3 separate regions of the Danio rerio genome follow, and all the other regions are linked to region 2. The links are chromatin contacts, called in public Hi-C and Micro-C maps. All regions are on one chromosome and are shown on one strand. Each heading gives the region's core, a stretch centred on a gene start, on an enhancer-like site or on the middle of the called end of the contact. The rest is flanking DNA. Distances are from core to core; before and after follow the strand shown.

Region 1 (2,700 bases), core at 11-2,510, 190 kb before region 2:
ATATCAAAATGATAATTATTATCATTATAAATTATTATTATTAAAACTATTTTTTTTCTAATGATATATGATGTAATAAATGTCTATTTTAAAAACAAATATTTGTCATCTTTCTTTATTCTAAATATTTGGTACATCAAAAAGTGTGGTTATGATGACCATCCAACAAGCTTACTAATTCGATAAATTCAGCTAAAAATAGAGCAGTATATAAATCTTAGAATTAAATAGAAAATGAACCGAATAACTGCAAAAACGTCCACTTTTTGAGAAAAAAAAGAACAATCCCTTTCACCAGGCTGGCTACAGGCCTGGTATATTGCAGTAAACCGTGGTGTATTGTAGTGTAATATATCCTACAGTTGGTTCATTTTAATATAGTAGTTGAATAGAATTACCACAACAGATTAATTCAAGTACCTTACTATACTATGACAGAAAAACATTATAGTGTTTTCAATACATTTCTATAGTACTTAATAGTGTGTATATTCTTGTTGTGTTCATTCATTCAGGTTAGATGCTGAGATCTGACTAATAACATGATAAATCAAAGTTGAAATTATTTAAGTCATAAAACAAACTCAATTAAAGGTGTAATTTCCACACACACACACACACACACACACACACACACACACACACACACACACAAATAATAATAAAAGTAACTTATGAATACAAAACAATACCCACACTGACACATAAAAAACTATTACGAATTACTAAAAACTATCAAACTAACTATTAACCAGACCAGGGCAAATAAATCAACACTAATCTGCACTTTAAATAAACATTCGCTTTAAAAAGAAAATATTTCACCTTTCGACTAAGCTAAGCGAAGAGATGGCTAACGTTAAGCGAGTTTACAGTTGATGTTAGCAAGTGTGCTAATCAACATATCCACTGGAGTTAGGTTAAACTTTAAATAAATGAACACAGCACCATTGTGATACAAAAACAAACACAAAGCCATGAATCTTACCGAAAGATATCCAGTCTGAGTTTGAAAGCGAGTCCATAACCCGAGTGAAGTCATTCATAACAGACGCGGATAAATTGTACAGTAACACCTTGTCAAACTCTGTTCCTGACATTTTCCCAAACCCTCCGCGTTTTCACTAACTTTTCTCTTCTCCTTTAGTGTATAAGACTTTTAGATATTATTTTTACGTGGTTCTTGCGGGGGTTTTTCCTGCTTGTGGCTGCTACTTTTCGGTGGTCGCTTTCTTCTTTTGAGTCACAAACAAATCACAATGGCGAAATGCCTGGTTCATGAATATTCATGCTTGTTAACTAATTACTATTCATGAGGTAGCGCAAAGACATTACACATGAGCACCGCCTACTTACTAACGTCAGACCTACATCATATTACGTTTATTAATATTCATAATACTCCCCTTCGCCATAGTAGAAGAGCTCGTAAATTCCTTCGCCATCACGTCTAAATTACTCACATTTTCCATTTCCTTTTTCACATTTAGTAATAGGGTAATTTCACTCTAGTGTGTTTTTTGCAGCCAGTGATGCAATGTCAGATAAAATATTTAGCCTATTATTTTCTAACATTTTTGAAAAATAATCTTTATGCTAAAAAGTAGGCTATATATATATATATATATATATATATATATATATATATATATATATATATATATATATATATATATATATATATATATATATATATATATAATAAGTAAAGGAAGCTTTATCTTCTTAAAGTAAAACAATATATTTTTAAAAAATAAGTTTACAAACTATGTACAGCATTGGTCTTGGAGGGCTGGTGTCCTGAAGATAGCTCCAGCTTGCCTCAACACACCTACATGGATGTTTCTAGAAAGCCCAGTAATGCCACAGTCACACTAGAGTTTGAGCATGCAAAATTCTGTCGTATCAAGGGGCTGGTTTAAACAAGATGATTAGACATTTTAAAAAAACTGAGCGATTGGTCCATATTTTACATTTCTGTCCAGAGAGGTCATGTTTTTATCTTCGATTGGTCTCACGCAGTCAAGTGATGCGATTTTGCAGGTCAGAGTTCACAAAGCTTGAACTTTGCAATGCAGCGAACTACGAAACTTGCTGCACAAGCTTGCGTTTCTGGTCTGTCGCATTTGTGTGGCTATGAATGGAAGCCTATGGGGTGAAAAGTGCGATGTGACCGCGGATTAAGAGCTTGATTAGCTAGCCCAGACAGGTCTGATTGGTGTTGGTATGGAAGGAACATTCCATTTTTCATGCGGTGCACGCGGATTTGAAAAGAAGTAGTAACGTTAATATCTTTACATTAAATACGTTAAAATTACAGCATACAATAGAACATTTATAAAAGAGATATATGATTAATATAGGCTTCTTGGTATTTGTGGGGGGCCCTTACTTCCCCGGGGCCCTAAGCGGCTGCTTACCTCCCTTATTTATTAAGTCCACTGCTGACTATGATAATAACAGTACTAAATTACACTGCAAATCCGATTAAAATTATTAGCAAAACTGAATCATACCTTTTTCTGATTGGGCTTTTTTGTTAAAAGAAAAATTCTAATATTACATAAATAATATTATGAATTAGCATGTTGCTAGTATATTTCTAGTATGAATTAGCTCGTTGGTAGTATGATTAGTAAGTATTTTGTTAATATATTTTTATTATGGATTAGTATATTGTTGTTATGAATTGATATGTGG
Region 2 (2,700 bases), core at 46-2,545:
GATGATGATGATGATGATGATGATGATGATGTAATCTGTTGCTGGATTTTTGACTTGAGTGGTATAATCTTGTTCATTTTTATAACTTTTAGCAACAATTCCCTTTTGCCGTGAGGAAGATTACTTTGTAACGCCAAACTTTGAAACATATTTATTGTAAACCAGCGTTTGGATTCTTTTATATGGGAGTTAAATAGAGAAATGGAGGCTTGGGCAGTTGTTTTGCTCATAGATGTTAATGATTATACCTGTCTAGCGATGATCTACCATTCCTTCTCCTCTGCTTTCTGGCATCATCACAGCATGCCAACCTCCTGACCTGTTTCTGTCTTCTTTTTTGCTGACTTTTTATGCACGTTTGCAACAAACCAGCAGAGAAGGATGTGTAAAACATTGCCAGATAGCCCTTATATCTGATCTTCTCAAGGACAGTTCACGTAATGTTATTTTGCTCTCGGACAACCACAAAATGGCTGCATTATGAGCATTCTTTTCCAAGCCCATTAGCGATAACATCACACTATATGGCACAAGTATACATACCGTTGTTTTCCCTCATGAAACCTGGTTTATTGTACACATAATGGGTATTACTGTTATTTCAAGTACTATTATAATTATTATTGTTGATTCAATTAGTGGCAGGCCACTGGGTACCATTGTATGTTAATATCCCAATGAAATCTGTGCAAGATCATGAAAATGTTTATGAAATAAAGTAATAAAAGAACAAAAAATAGCGTGACATTTTGATTGCATCTTATCCTAATGTTGTGTATTGTATTATTAGTGATTTGCTAATCATATCAATAATATATATGTATATTCACACTCACACAATAATATTTTCTCTCTCTACATGTATACACACTCAATATGTATGCCTCTAATGCTTAAAAAACTGTTCCCTATTGGAAGATTCTGCAAAATAATACACATACCTGTGTATACACTATGAATATTACACCTAAATTAATAAATATACAGATATTTAAAGAAAATGCCACACTATATGTACATTTAAACCACAGTATTCATACTTAAACGCTTTATCATTGTAGTGTTCGTTTCATCTTGACATCACACAGAGATGTATCACCTAAATCTAAAGGATGACGAAATAGTTTGTAATGTTATATCAAAGGCTGACCTAATGCTTGAAGTAAACAAGTATGCTCTCGCTCGTCTATTGGCTGACAAGTTCAAAGTCCCACCCCTTCTCCGCGGCTATTGGTCCGCTCGCCCGTCAGTCCTCACTCGGCTGATCATGGAGCGTCACTGTGGGGTTTTCCGGTCAGATTTACTCTCTCAGTGGACGGTGAAGAGACAAGAGAGCGAGATATAGCCGTTTGCACAGTAGTCGCACGCTGATAGAGGAACTACGGACTTTAGACTCTTAAGTCGCATTTATTTTTTCATCAAACTCTAGTCTAGACAGATAAAGAAAGAACGCATCGATACGGGAATTTGAAAAAACGACTAGCGGTTGCAGTAAACATCTCTCGCTAACCGAGAGTCCTCTTGCAGTCCTCTATTTTAGCCTCTTTAGAAAACAACCGGCTTGCCTTACTGTCGCTCACAGGTTGCTATCGGTGTATATCAGTTATTCTAACTCGTTAATTTTGCTATTTGTTCATTTTATTGGTGGACTTCTGGAAAAAAAAATGTCCAGCCTGCCTTCTGTCAGACCCGAGAAGGGCAGATCGGAAGTGGCATTACCTGGGCAACAGGGGCACGAGCGTCCTCAGACCGTCTACGTAATACTGGATTCAGCAGAATCTGTCAATCTCATCAGGTCAGTGTCACATCAACTAAACATTAATTAATTGATTTGCCTTTGCGTTCATTAGCTGTTGGATGGAACTAAACTTTACACTTGCGCATCAATTAAAAAAGTTAAAGGTCCGTAGAGGACGAAGAAGTCTGTCAACTGACGTGTTTCTTTATCAACATCATTTCTGATGATAACTAACAAAAATGTCATTCATTTTCATTCATTATATATCAGAGTTTGTTTACATAATGGCAGTGGTGTTGCTTTTTTAATGAAAAACCGTTACTATTATTTTCCTATACTAAAGGCTACTGTTTTGGAAAAGTCAATAATTAGAAGCACCATTCAATTTGATTCATTAATATTTTTGTGTACTATTATATTAAAAAAACAACAAAACAAACAAACAACAAAAATGTTCGACTTATTCAAGTTTCTGAGTATATGCATACTAAACAAATAATTATAGATCCAAATAATTATGAATAAAGAATTTTAATTCATTTCATTCGACCTGCAATGCTCAAAAACAGAAAACTGGAAAACGTTCACAAAATATTACAGATTTCACATATTAAATTATCCATCCATCCATCCATCCATCCATCCATCCATCCATCCATTCATCCATCTTTCTATTGATCGATCGATTGATGTCTATCTATCTATCTATCTATCTATCTATCCATCTATCCATCTATCTATCTATCTATCTATCTATCTATCTATCTATCTATCTATCTATCTATCTGTCTGTCTGTCTGTCTGTCTGTCTGTCTGTCTGTCTGTCTGTCTGTCTGTCTGTCTATCCATCCATCCATCTATCCATTTATATATCCATCTGTCACTCCATCTATCCATCTCAGAGAAGAATAACTTTTTTTTCAATCCATAAATTTTTGAGTGCCAGAGTGCAAATTTAGACC
Region 3 (2,700 bases), core at 31-2,530, 220 kb before region 2:
AGCAGTCATAAATGGGTGTCGGAAAATAAAATAGTTTTTATCATACAAGCTATATAATAAAAGCTGCACTGATGTAAATAATAATACATATAATTATAAAATAAAATGGACGGCGGAAAAAGTGTTAAAATCAAGCGAAATGAAATGGGAGGTGAGAATAACAATAATACACATAATAATTAATGCAAGTTAGAAATCTTTACATTAAACAAGCTAACGTTACTGAATAAAAAGGCTGATGAAAATAGCGATGATAATAATATTAAAATGGCAATTTGCTGATTATGAGACAAAGTGGGCGGTGAACAAAAAAGAGATTTAAATTAAACACATTTAAGCAAATGATGGCAAAATAAAACATTTAAATCAAATTAAAGAATTTGACAGCAGAATAAAATAGTTTTTTTAATAAAGGCACGCATACTAAATCGCGTGGGTAATATTTAAATTAGTTAAAGGGGTCAGAAAACGGATGTATTAAAAATGCGCGTTGATACAAATGGGTAAAAAGGTTAATGAATGTTTCTGTGATCTGTGTGGATTTTTCATGCCTCTCTGGTCTGGGTGCCGCCATCTTGATAAACAAACCAAACAATCCACCCCTCTGGAAGAAAATCCCGCAGCGTTATAGTGATCCGTGCGCATATTAACACATAATACACATCGTGAAACCTTTAAAGCACACACTTTCTTTCTACAAACCTGCGCCGATAAAACCAAGTAGCAACTTACATTGGCTGCTCCTCTTGTTAGCTTTTAACCGCAATAGCACACTGACGTTAGCTCCTGTTCAACGAAATCCATAGGGCAGCCAGTTAGCTTCAATGCTACATAGCTCAATACAACACTGCAACTTCTACATACTCATGTGGCACAACAGAGAACAATGTTACACGTTTCATGTTTATTTACTGTTAGAATAGCAAGTGGCATTTATTTTTATTCGAGATGCACAGTTGAGTAACTTTCAGATTTGGTTTCGTCCCTGGCTGCTCGCTTTAGCTTCCCTCAAGAAAAATGGCGGATGTACCGTTAGCCGTCACAGAAAGCTGCAAAATACTCGGATTCTGTCATTTGCCTGGCACCAAATACTTACTCGTTCCGATTCGTTAACTTAATTTAAAAATCACGAGGGAGGACTCGGAGAACGAATTCAACCCTGGGTGCGTCTTTCACTGTAGAAATGTCTAACTCTACATCTTTTCATGCCGCCCAGGAAGCCGCCATCTTCTGACCAGCGCTTCAGCCTCTAGAGCGCGCGCCCAGCATCAACACAGGAATCATTACTGCCTTTCAACTTATTATGTTTATAATAAACCTTAATATATTATGAGTGTTGGATGCTTTGTTGGGTAACTTACTTCAAAAAAGCAGTCCTAAATAATTATTAATTCTGTCATTAAAATGTAATTTCAACTAATTTTTCATTACTATATCTGAAAAGGAACCAAGTTACACAATATGTAATTGAGTTACTTTAAATCGACATGATCAATTAGCTTTATTTAAAAAGTAACACAATAATAATTAATATTTTATGTATAAAATAAAATATTTTTTTAAAGTAATTACCTCAAAAATACACTACAAGTCTTGTCGACAATCCAAGTTTTAGGAACATTAAATAATAACTTGACTTCTAGTTGATCATTTGGTATCAGAAGTAGCTTATATGAAAGGCAAAGGCCTCTAGATTAGGCTTATTTGACCAAAATAAAATATGATCATGCCTTGATTTTTAAATAATTTAATTAGGACAATAAGGTCTGACTTTGCCTAGACAAAGGCTTATCACTTAACAGGAATAATGTCCAGTATAGAGTATAAAGTCATGGTGCAGTGGAAATGAATTAATATTGTGTCTGACTCCCATGAGCTTGGAAGACTGCATCCACACATCTCTGCAATGACTCGAATAACTTATTAATAAAGTCATCTGGAATGGCAAAGAAAGCGTTTTTCCAGACTCCCAGAGTTCATCAAGACTCTTTGGATTCATCTTCAATGCCTCCTCCATTTTATCCCAGACATGCTCTATAATGTTCATTTCGGGTGACTGGGCTGGCCAATCCTGGAGCACCTCAACCTTCTTTGCTTTCAGGAACTTTGATGTGGAGGCTGAAGTATGAGGAGCACAAATATCTTGATGCGTCAGGCTGTTGATGTTGCCATTCACTCTGCAGATCTCTCACACACCCTCCCCCCAAACTGAATGTGACCCCAAATCATGAGTGTTTTCTTCACCAAACTTGGCAGATTTCTATTACAATCTTGGGTGCATGCAGGTTCCAATAGGTCTTATTATGAATGTACATGTATTATGTATTTGTGATGATTGTGATGCAGTTCAACAAATAATTATTCGAAAAGAAACAACCTTCTGCCACTTTTCCAAATGATCAACTAGAAGCATATATATATATACATATACTGCTTCTCAGAGGTAATTAATCCAAAATTGTTGAATTTATTTACAGTATTTAAGGCAAATACATTAAAGGTAACTGATCAAATTACACAAAAATGAAAAGTAGTGACTACAGTAATGATAAAAAAAAGTCTAATGTAACTAGTTTCGTTACTGTAAGACTACATTGTTTAAAAATGTTGATTCTAGGCAAATTCTTTAAATGTAAGTGCACAAATTATTTTAAAAATAATTTTGTTTACAACTCAATTCATCGTTGTAATATATAGGGA

Evidence for each region. A called contact is a pair of places that touch in the nucleus more often than the background predicts.
Region 1: a contact with region 2 is called in a Micro-C map of caudal fin, with 6 times the contacts expected there. The contact joins the promoter of irak1 here to the promoter of tfe3a in region 2. A contact is called at or near these places in 2 of 18 Hi-C or Micro-C datasets (caudal fin and hematopoietic stem cells) and 2 of 4 datasets of contacts at active chromatin or transcription factors (caudal fin and embryo).
Region 3: a contact with region 2 is called in a Hi-C map of hematopoietic stem cells, with 2.6 times the contacts expected there. The contact joins the promoter of hcfc1b here to the promoter of tfe3a in region 2. A contact is called at or near these places in 2 of 18 Hi-C or Micro-C datasets (embryo and hematopoietic stem cells) and 2 of 4 datasets of contacts at active chromatin or transcription factors (embryo and gastrula embryo).

What each region holds. Positions count from the first base shown.
Region 1 is chr8:9,137,669-9,140,368 of GRCz12tu, forward strand. It overlaps irak1 (interleukin-1 receptor-associated kinase 1), which reads right to left and starts at 1,261. Exons shown (of 14, transcript XM_068223097.2): 1 at 989-1,261. The coding sequence starts at 1,100.
Region 2 is chr8:9,326,318-9,329,017 of GRCz12tu, forward strand. tfe3a (transcription factor binding to IGHM enhancer 3a) reads left to right here and starts at 1,296. Exons shown (of 10, transcript NM_131848.2): 1 at 1,296-1,795. The coding sequence starts at 1,665.
Region 3 is chr8:9,101,753-9,104,452 of GRCz12tu, forward strand. It overlaps hcfc1b (host cell factor C1b), which reads right to left and starts at 1,281. Exons shown (of 28, transcript NM_001128537.1): 1 at 1,097-1,281.